Regions from separate parts of the Rattus norvegicus genome. Here region 2 is linked to region 1. Evidence: chromatin contacts called from public Hi-C data. All regions are on one chromosome and are shown on one strand. Each heading gives the region's core, a stretch centred on a gene start, on an enhancer-like site or on the middle of the called end of the contact. The rest is flanking DNA. Distances are from core to core; before and after follow the strand shown. Region 1 overlaps Nckap1 (NCK-associated protein 1). Region 2 holds the start of Nup35 (nucleoporin 35).

Region 1 (3,928 bases), core at 361-2,860:
CATTAAGAGCTCGTTTATATATGTAGTCTGAGTGTAAAAAGGTTGTGGATAGGGGTTGGGAATTTAGCTCAGTGGTAGAGCGCTTGCCTAGCAAGTGCAAGGCCCTGGGTTTGGTCCCCAGCTCCGAGAAAAAAGAAAAAAAAAGAAAAAAAAAGGTTGTGGATAAATCAAAGAGAGCAAGTATGGAAATTAATATCTGATAACTTCATGCCTATAGTGTTAGACACTTGTGTCACAGAGATGTGCTGGCTGCTCCTTGCACTGTTGTAACTAAGCACAGCTTCTCCACACTTAGCACTGCATTCACTTTTCTCTCATTACCCTCTCCAGAAAACTTACTTCTTTCTTAAAGATTTATTATTATTCATTATCGATACAGTGTTGTGCCTGCAGGCCAAAAGTGGGCACTAGATCTCATTACAGATGGTTGTGAGTTACCATATGGTTGCTGGGAATTGAACTCAGGACCTCTAGAAGAGCAGTCAGTGCTCTTAACCACTGAGCCATTTCTCCAGCCCAAAAACATTTCTTAAAGAAAGGTTATGTTGCTTCCCTCTTGTCTAATATAGTAGATATTTAATAAATGTTGGAACAAATGACAGAGTGAGGTCAGACCCATAAACAGTAAACAAAGCCACAGTTCAGACTCTGGTACTTTCACTCTGTAGCTGTGTGGTACTAGTTTGGTTCCTTGCTTCTTGGCCTTGTAGAGGGGTAAATTGGGACAGCATACTACGTCGTGGTACTTGTGAAGCAATGAGTTATACCTGGCTGGACAGTGGTAATGGCGTCTAGGTACCACACAGAGAAGGTGGTCAGAGCTTTTGGTTTTAGCAGTTTGTTAGGGTAGCTTGTGTTACGTGTGCTGGAGAAGAAATCTCCAGGAACGAAGGCCTGCCTCTCTGAGAGACAGACTAGTCCACTCACTTTCGGGTTTACATTTTGGCTGTATGTTAAATGTTCAAGAATTTTAAGGTTATTTGGAACCATCTGTTACTGTCTCAAAGCCTGTCCTGGACAGAGGGTGAGACATTTTTGTTTGGATTCTGTTTTAGCTCTAAAAGTGCTCCTGTTGTGAAAGAATATAATCTTCCTGCTTTCTTAGAGATAAAGCATTTTGTACAATCTTTAAGTTTTTGTAATTGTCATATGTGGTTAATTTTCTTAATATTTTAAATATTAATGACATGATTGTTTAATTGGTAATATTTTTCTCAGTGATACTTTAAAGTAACCGTGGTCCCTATAATTGATAATTCCCTAACCCATGAGAAAGTTTGAAGATCAGAGTTTTGAATGTTGTGTACTTATATTCTATAGATACTGTATATTACCTGTAAAATGTCTTGATAGCATACAAAGAGTATTCTGAATAAATTATTGACATGCACAAGGTACTTTGAAGGGAAAATAACTATTCTTAAGGGTATAAATGGGATCCCTTAAGAGATTCACTTGAGTTAAGAGAATCAACCAGCCATGGTGCTGTATCATTTGTTTGCCTGTAAGCTCTGAGTGTAGCTGTTTGACTGTTTTCTGTCTCTCCTGACAGTTTTTATAGCCGTGCTTTTGAGAAGATGTTTCAGCAGTGCTTGGAGTTGCCTTCTCAGTCGCGATACTCCATCGCCTTTCCTCTGCTCTGCACTCACTTCATGAGCTGCACACATGAGCTGTGTCCCGAAGAGGTAACTGTAGCCGGTGCCAGGCCTTATGTAGTGAAGCAGTCACATGGGCAGCTAGCCAAATGTTTATAAGGACATAATTACTTAATTTTTCTTCTCACCTAAACCATCTTTGTATAGAATCAGAGAAATTCTTGAGTAGATCCATGATAACACAGTGAGCAGTAAGATGTATGATTGACACAAATAGGAATATATGTAGGTGCATAAATATGCACATATATTGATCATTTACCTTTTAAAATAACTGATATGGTTGGTATTACTGTTATAGATTTATTCACATATGCAGTAATTACATTTTTTACTGAATACATTTCATTGTAATACTGAAAGGAAGGACTTGAAAAATTGGGTTTATGGATTACTGACTTGTTAACATCATGGATACGTTAGACAGGACCCAGGTTTGCTGACACTTGTGAGACACACATAAACTCACAGTTGCTGTGGTGTGGACAACTAATCAGTAATTCTGCAGATCCCTAGTGTCTGTCAGAAGTGTACTGTGTATCAAAAGGTGCAAAGTTCTCGCTTAGGATAAGTTTCAGCGATCTGTTACAGTGCATGGTGACACAGTTACTAACAAAGAGTTGGGCATGGTGGTGTTCCCAGCACTCAGGAGGCTGGGGCAGGAAGATTGCAAATTCAAGGCCAGCCTGAGCTACCATGAGAGACCAGAAAATAGTAATGCCAATGAACATTTTAAAGAGCTAAAATGAATAGGTTTTTAATGTTCTTACTACAGAAATCAAGTTGGTAAAGTGATTGGATCTTCCTATAGTGTACATGCAGATCATAATGTCATGATGCTGGGAGTCCACAGTAGGGTACAGTGCTCTCTGGGTGTTCAGAGGCCCAGAATAAAAGAATAAAAGAAAACTATAAAACTATAAAAACATGATGGATCACATTGTATCCCCAACAGATGGAATTATCATTTGACAACTAGTAAGGAAATAAAATGAAAAGATGTTTTCTCTGGTCTTGAAAAAAAATTTTATAAGTGTGGCAAGATTATAAAGAATGAATACTGTATTTTTTTGTAACAGTTTTAATCTCTTAGAACTGCAAAATCTGTTGAAAAGAAATTTGAAGTAGCATATCTCTAGCTTATGAGTATTCTGTGGGAAGAGGACTTTGAGAGAGATGAGGTCAGAGGAAGCTTTCAAGAACTGAAAGCAAGACTTGTGTGACACATTAAGAGACACAGTCGAACCTGGTGGCCCAAGCCTGTTATCCCCACTACTTCAGAGGCTGAGGCAAGAGGATTACATGGTTGTTAAAGGCCAGACTAGGCAACAGAATGAGAGCTTGTCTCAAAATAAAAACAGGGCAAAAGAATGAAGGTTGAAGATGTTGTTTATTGGTAGAATGCTTGCCCAGTTAAATGTGCATGGCTCTGGGTTCAGTCCATTCCGTCTCCTCCTCCAACCCCCAACCCCAACCCCCAGTCCTGTAAGCTGCCTCCCCCCACACATACAAATTGACCAATATTTCATTATGTCTGGCTACAGTGTTTGGATTCCTCTTACAGTTTGTAGGTCATTTGAAATTAAATTCAAGGCTTACAGATTTAGGAAAGATGGTCTTGTGAGTCAGATATTTCTTTGTTCTATACTTTTATTTCAACAACATAGAGACTTTCTGTATGTTACACGAATATGAAAGACAGAGAAGGAAATTGTAAAATTTCTCATATATAGTAAATTTATGACTTCATATACAAAATATTCTAGCTATTGACAAAAATCCACTAAATAACTACAAACCACCAAAACTAAACAAACACTGACTCCTGTAGAAATAAATAGGTTGTACATTATAACAGTAGATAGATATAAATATATATACATACATACAGGTATATTAATAATATCCTGAAATGAAGCACATCCTCCCCACTCTTACCAAGTTCAAAGAATTTGTATTCAGTTTTGTTTGTCTTCTTTTCCCATCTCCAGGAAGCAGGAAAGGAAGAGATAATTTCAGAAATGTTCAATGTCTCCTTTATTTTCCCAACTTGATTTCTAATACTTTTTTTATTGATGTATTTGAGTATTTGTGTGTTTATTACAGAACTACATCAGAATTTATGTATTAGATGTAAACATTCAAGTGATTTAAGATGAGAAAACTCTAACATAAATCTACACATATGCATCATGTACCCTATTTTTAAATATCGAAAGAGTAGATTTGGGACATGGTGAATCTGAGTGATGGAATGTATAGTTTATTATCTC
Region 2 (3,928 bases), core at 1,056-3,555, 120 kb before region 1:
CCTAAATATTTGTTCTCTGATCTTCAAAAGCTTTCAATAACTTATCCTTCCTCTTTTTCCATTATTGTAGATCTGGATATTAACCGTTTAAGTTTAAAAAGAGAGAAGAAGGTGATGGAGAGATGGCTTAGTGGTTAAGAGCACTGACTGCTCTTCCAGAAGTCCTAGTTCAAATCCCAGCAACCACATGGTGGCTCACAACCATCTGTAATGAGATCCGATGCCTTCATCTGGTGTGTCTGAAGGCAGCGACTGTGTACTCATATATAATAAATAAATCTTAAAAAAAAAAAAAAAGAGGGAAGAAAAAACAAAATAATTCGGAAAGATAAAACAAGTATCAAAAAAGGTGTAAGGCTGGATGCTGGTGGCCTTTAATCCCAGGACTAGGGAGGCAGAGATAGGCAGGTCTCTGTAAGTTCAAGGTCAGCCTGGTCTACAGAGTGAGTTCTAGACAGCCAGGGGCTATACAGAGAAATCCTGTCTTGAAACTCACACCCTCACACCCTCCATCCATAGATATATGGATATATATATACATCCATATATACATATATACACATACACATACATACACACACACTAAGGTGTAAATATTGTAATGCTTTTGTAAAGCATGTTATGTTACATAGTGCTACTACATATCTCAAAAGAAAGTTAAACTCAAACCAGAAGTCTCAACAAAAGCAGATCCTAAATAGATATTTAGAAAAGACCAGTAACAAAATATAAGGCTTTTGATAACACCACAAACTACCATCTACAAAGGGGGAAGTTATGACAGGTATAAGAGTTAGGTCAAGGCCTGGTGAGGTGGTTCAGTGGGTCAAAGTCCTTGCTATTAAGCCTAAATTCAGTCCCCAGGACATATAACACATCCATACACTTGCACATTATATAAAAATCTAATTAGGTCAAGAAAAAATAGGTCACCTAAATACACAGTAATAAAGTAGGAAGCCAGACTGTCACTAACCATCCCTTCATGATTGAACATAAAGGCTTAATGACTGCATCCTGCATGTCTGAAATTCCATTTCTCAATCTCTGCCCCTAAGTAGTAAGTCCTGCACTGTCCTACTCAGAGAGCAGTGTGCTGGTAAGGTGTTGAGAGGATGTCAGAACTGAAAAATGTGCAACACGTGACTCTGAACAGTAAATGTCAGACAATGTCAATTCTACGCTAGGTAATATACAAGAATGTGTTTGTTCACATTTATTACACCGGAAAATATGCTCTCCAAAATGTTATTGTTGAACAGAAAAACCTAGAACTGCTAATGAAATGTCCTGATCTCTAAATAATATAAGAACAAAAACCTGAAAACAAGTTTTAATGCCACAGTGTATCTACATCATTAACATTATTTGTTCTGTTTTTATAATGCACTAAAAAAAATTAAGTTACATTATTCTTTTTTCCCTATTGTTTTTGGCTTCTTGTTTTGTTTTGGATACAAGGTTTCTTGGTAGGAACTCTGTAGACCAGGCTAGCCTTGAATGCAAGAGATCTGCCTACCGCTGCCTCCCAAGTGCACCACAACCGCCCAGCAAAGTTACGCTATTCTTAAAACAACTTTTACCCAAAAGGTGGCAAACATTACATGCCACTTGGAGCTACAAAGTTAATCCTGCACAATATATACAATGCTTGCTCTCTTTAACCAGCTCAGAGAGTTATAAACTAATACTACGGTACGTCTATGAAACTGTAGACAGGTTATTTTGTTTTCTGTTGTAGAATATGACCGTTGTCATTACTCACAAAACTTAGCGGGAGTGGGGAGTGTCAACACGTTAATTTGTTTTTACCAAATACGGCATACTCGGAACGTTTCCCCAATAATGGATATGAATATTTATAATCAACAGTAGCCCAATGGAGCTGCGTTCCAAAGTAAAGGGCGGAGGATGTGGAAGGAGCCAGGTTGATTCTAGGTCATACATTCATATACAAATTTCTTTTGTGACGTTAAAACAGGACCTAGAAACTTAGGTAGCCCCGCGGCAGCTGATACCACTGCGACCAGAGGTTCACCGCCCATCCTCGTGGTCGCTTTCGGGGAACGGGGCAGGTGACCACAGTAGAGCCGAGCGCAGTGCAGGGATCCCGGCTACTGCCGCCCAGATGTCATCGGCCACAGTGCCCAGCCCCCGCTCCCTCCGTAGCGTGTGGCGGTCGCCTCCAGGTCCACAGCGCACTAATTGTGCCACGGGAGAGGCCGCGGTTCACTCACCCAGCGTGGGCGCCTGGGGATCCACCGCAAACGCTGCCATCGCAACGGCCGCCACCACTCCAGCAAGGATCTTCCCAGTTTTCAAAAATGGCGGAAACTCTTCTTACCGTAAGAGCCGCGCGGCCTTATGGGTTGCGTAACTTCCGACCATGCTCTTTGCGGAGGGTGTAGGCGTTTCAGCCATTTTGGAAGAGGGCAAACTTCTATACCCTATCTGGGATTCTAAGGAACATTTTATGAAGATGCGGGGAACAACGTGGGATCTCTGGTTCTAAAAATGGCAAGCCTCCTGAAATGTTGTTTATGCTTCATACAAAGAGATTCCCTTGCTCTCTTGATAATTAGTGCGATTTTTGCATCGACTTCCCTAACCTGTTAAAGTAGGTTTAATGAAACCATATATTCCTTTTCAACTTGATTCCTGCACTTGATATAGGACGTTTGTTTCACAAAGTATTTTTTCCATCATCTATATGTCATTTCTTTTAAATGGTGTTATGTGAGAGTAATTTTACATTAAAGCATAATCAAGGTTTATTACATCAAATAAATATAAATTTAAATTGATTTTTTAAAAAAGGATTAAAAAACCCAGGCGCCACATGCCATTCTGCCCATGACATCCCTGTGCTTCACTCTGCTATGACATCTTCACTCTGCTATCTTTCCTTAGAGTCCATGCATGTACTTTATGTGTGTTAAAATACATTTAGTTTTGGCTGGGTAGTGGGGCACACACCTTTAATCAGAACACTTGGGATGCAGAGGCAGGCATCTGAGTTCAAGGCCAGCAAGGTCTACGGGGGGGGGGGGGTGTTCCAAGACAGCCAGGGTTACACAGAGAATTCTATTTCAATTGAATTATATTAAGTTAAAAGGCAAAAGTCAATAGCCTTAAGCCTGATACTGTATTAAATTTATTAGTTACCACAAGGGAGTCAGGTATAAATTGTTACACAAGCTTGACCACTCTTGGGAAAGTGTCAGTAATGATTGGGAGATAGCAGTTTCTTCCTGGACAGGCCATACCGCAACACTGCCATCAGGTCAGATCTGCCTGTCACCTCGTCTCAATAATGATTCCAAATTAAAGGACAGATTCCAAGAAATCAATTTTATTTTGTTTGGTTTGGTTTGGTTTTTGTCGAGACCTGTTTTCTCCCCATAGTCCTGGCTATCCTGGAACTCACTAGTACACCAGGCTGGCCTCCCTGACTCTGCCTCCAGAGTGCTGGAATTAAAGGTGTGTACCACCACCACCCAGCCAGAGTTAAAATTTTAGAACCATTTACAAGTTCAGTTTACTTTAAGGAAAAAAAATGTGCTGAGTGCAATGCTATGTACCTTTAATCCCAGCACTCAGGAAGCAGAGGCAAGTGGATCTCTGCAAGTTCAAACTCATCCTGGTCTGTACATAGTGAGTTCCAGGGGAGAGAGAGCCACATAGAGCGCCCCCCCAAGGATGAATGAATAAATATTTAATATGAGTGTGAGTTGCACATACCAGAAGATGCACGTGTTGATCTTATCTATATGAATGTTTAACACAAAAGCACATTAAGTTTGTGTTGGATCACCAAGTAATTGGTAACTTAAAGCATCACAAAAAAAATTTTTTTTGAGGCCAGAAATCCAAACTATGTTTTAAAGGGTTCCTATCAAGGCAGCAATGGGACTGGTTTCTTTGGAGA

Evidence for each region. Hi-C and Micro-C count contacts between places; a contact is called where the count stands out from the background.
Region 2: a contact with region 1 is called in a Hi-C map of mammary epithelial cells, with 1.8 times the contacts expected there. The contact joins the promoter of Nup35 here to the enhancer-like site in region 1.

The regions. Positions count from the first base shown.
Region 1 is chr3:85,846,458-85,850,385 of GRCr8, reverse strand. Nckap1 (NCK-associated protein 1) reads left to right here. Exons shown (of 31, transcript NM_031618.1): 17 at 1,553-1,685. Among named protein-coding and RNA genes, the nearest start is that of Nckap1, 50 kb to the left of the region's middle. Within about 2 kb of position 1,610, at least 1 of the 93 cell types and tissues checked has an H3K27ac peak or open chromatin away from gene starts, as enhancers often do.
Region 2 is chr3:85,964,284-85,968,211 of GRCr8, reverse strand. It overlaps Nup35 (nucleoporin 35), which reads right to left and starts at 2,305. Exons shown (of 9, transcript NM_001004229.1): 1 at 2,238-2,305. The coding sequence starts at 2,277. It also overlaps a transcript of Dusp19 not described here.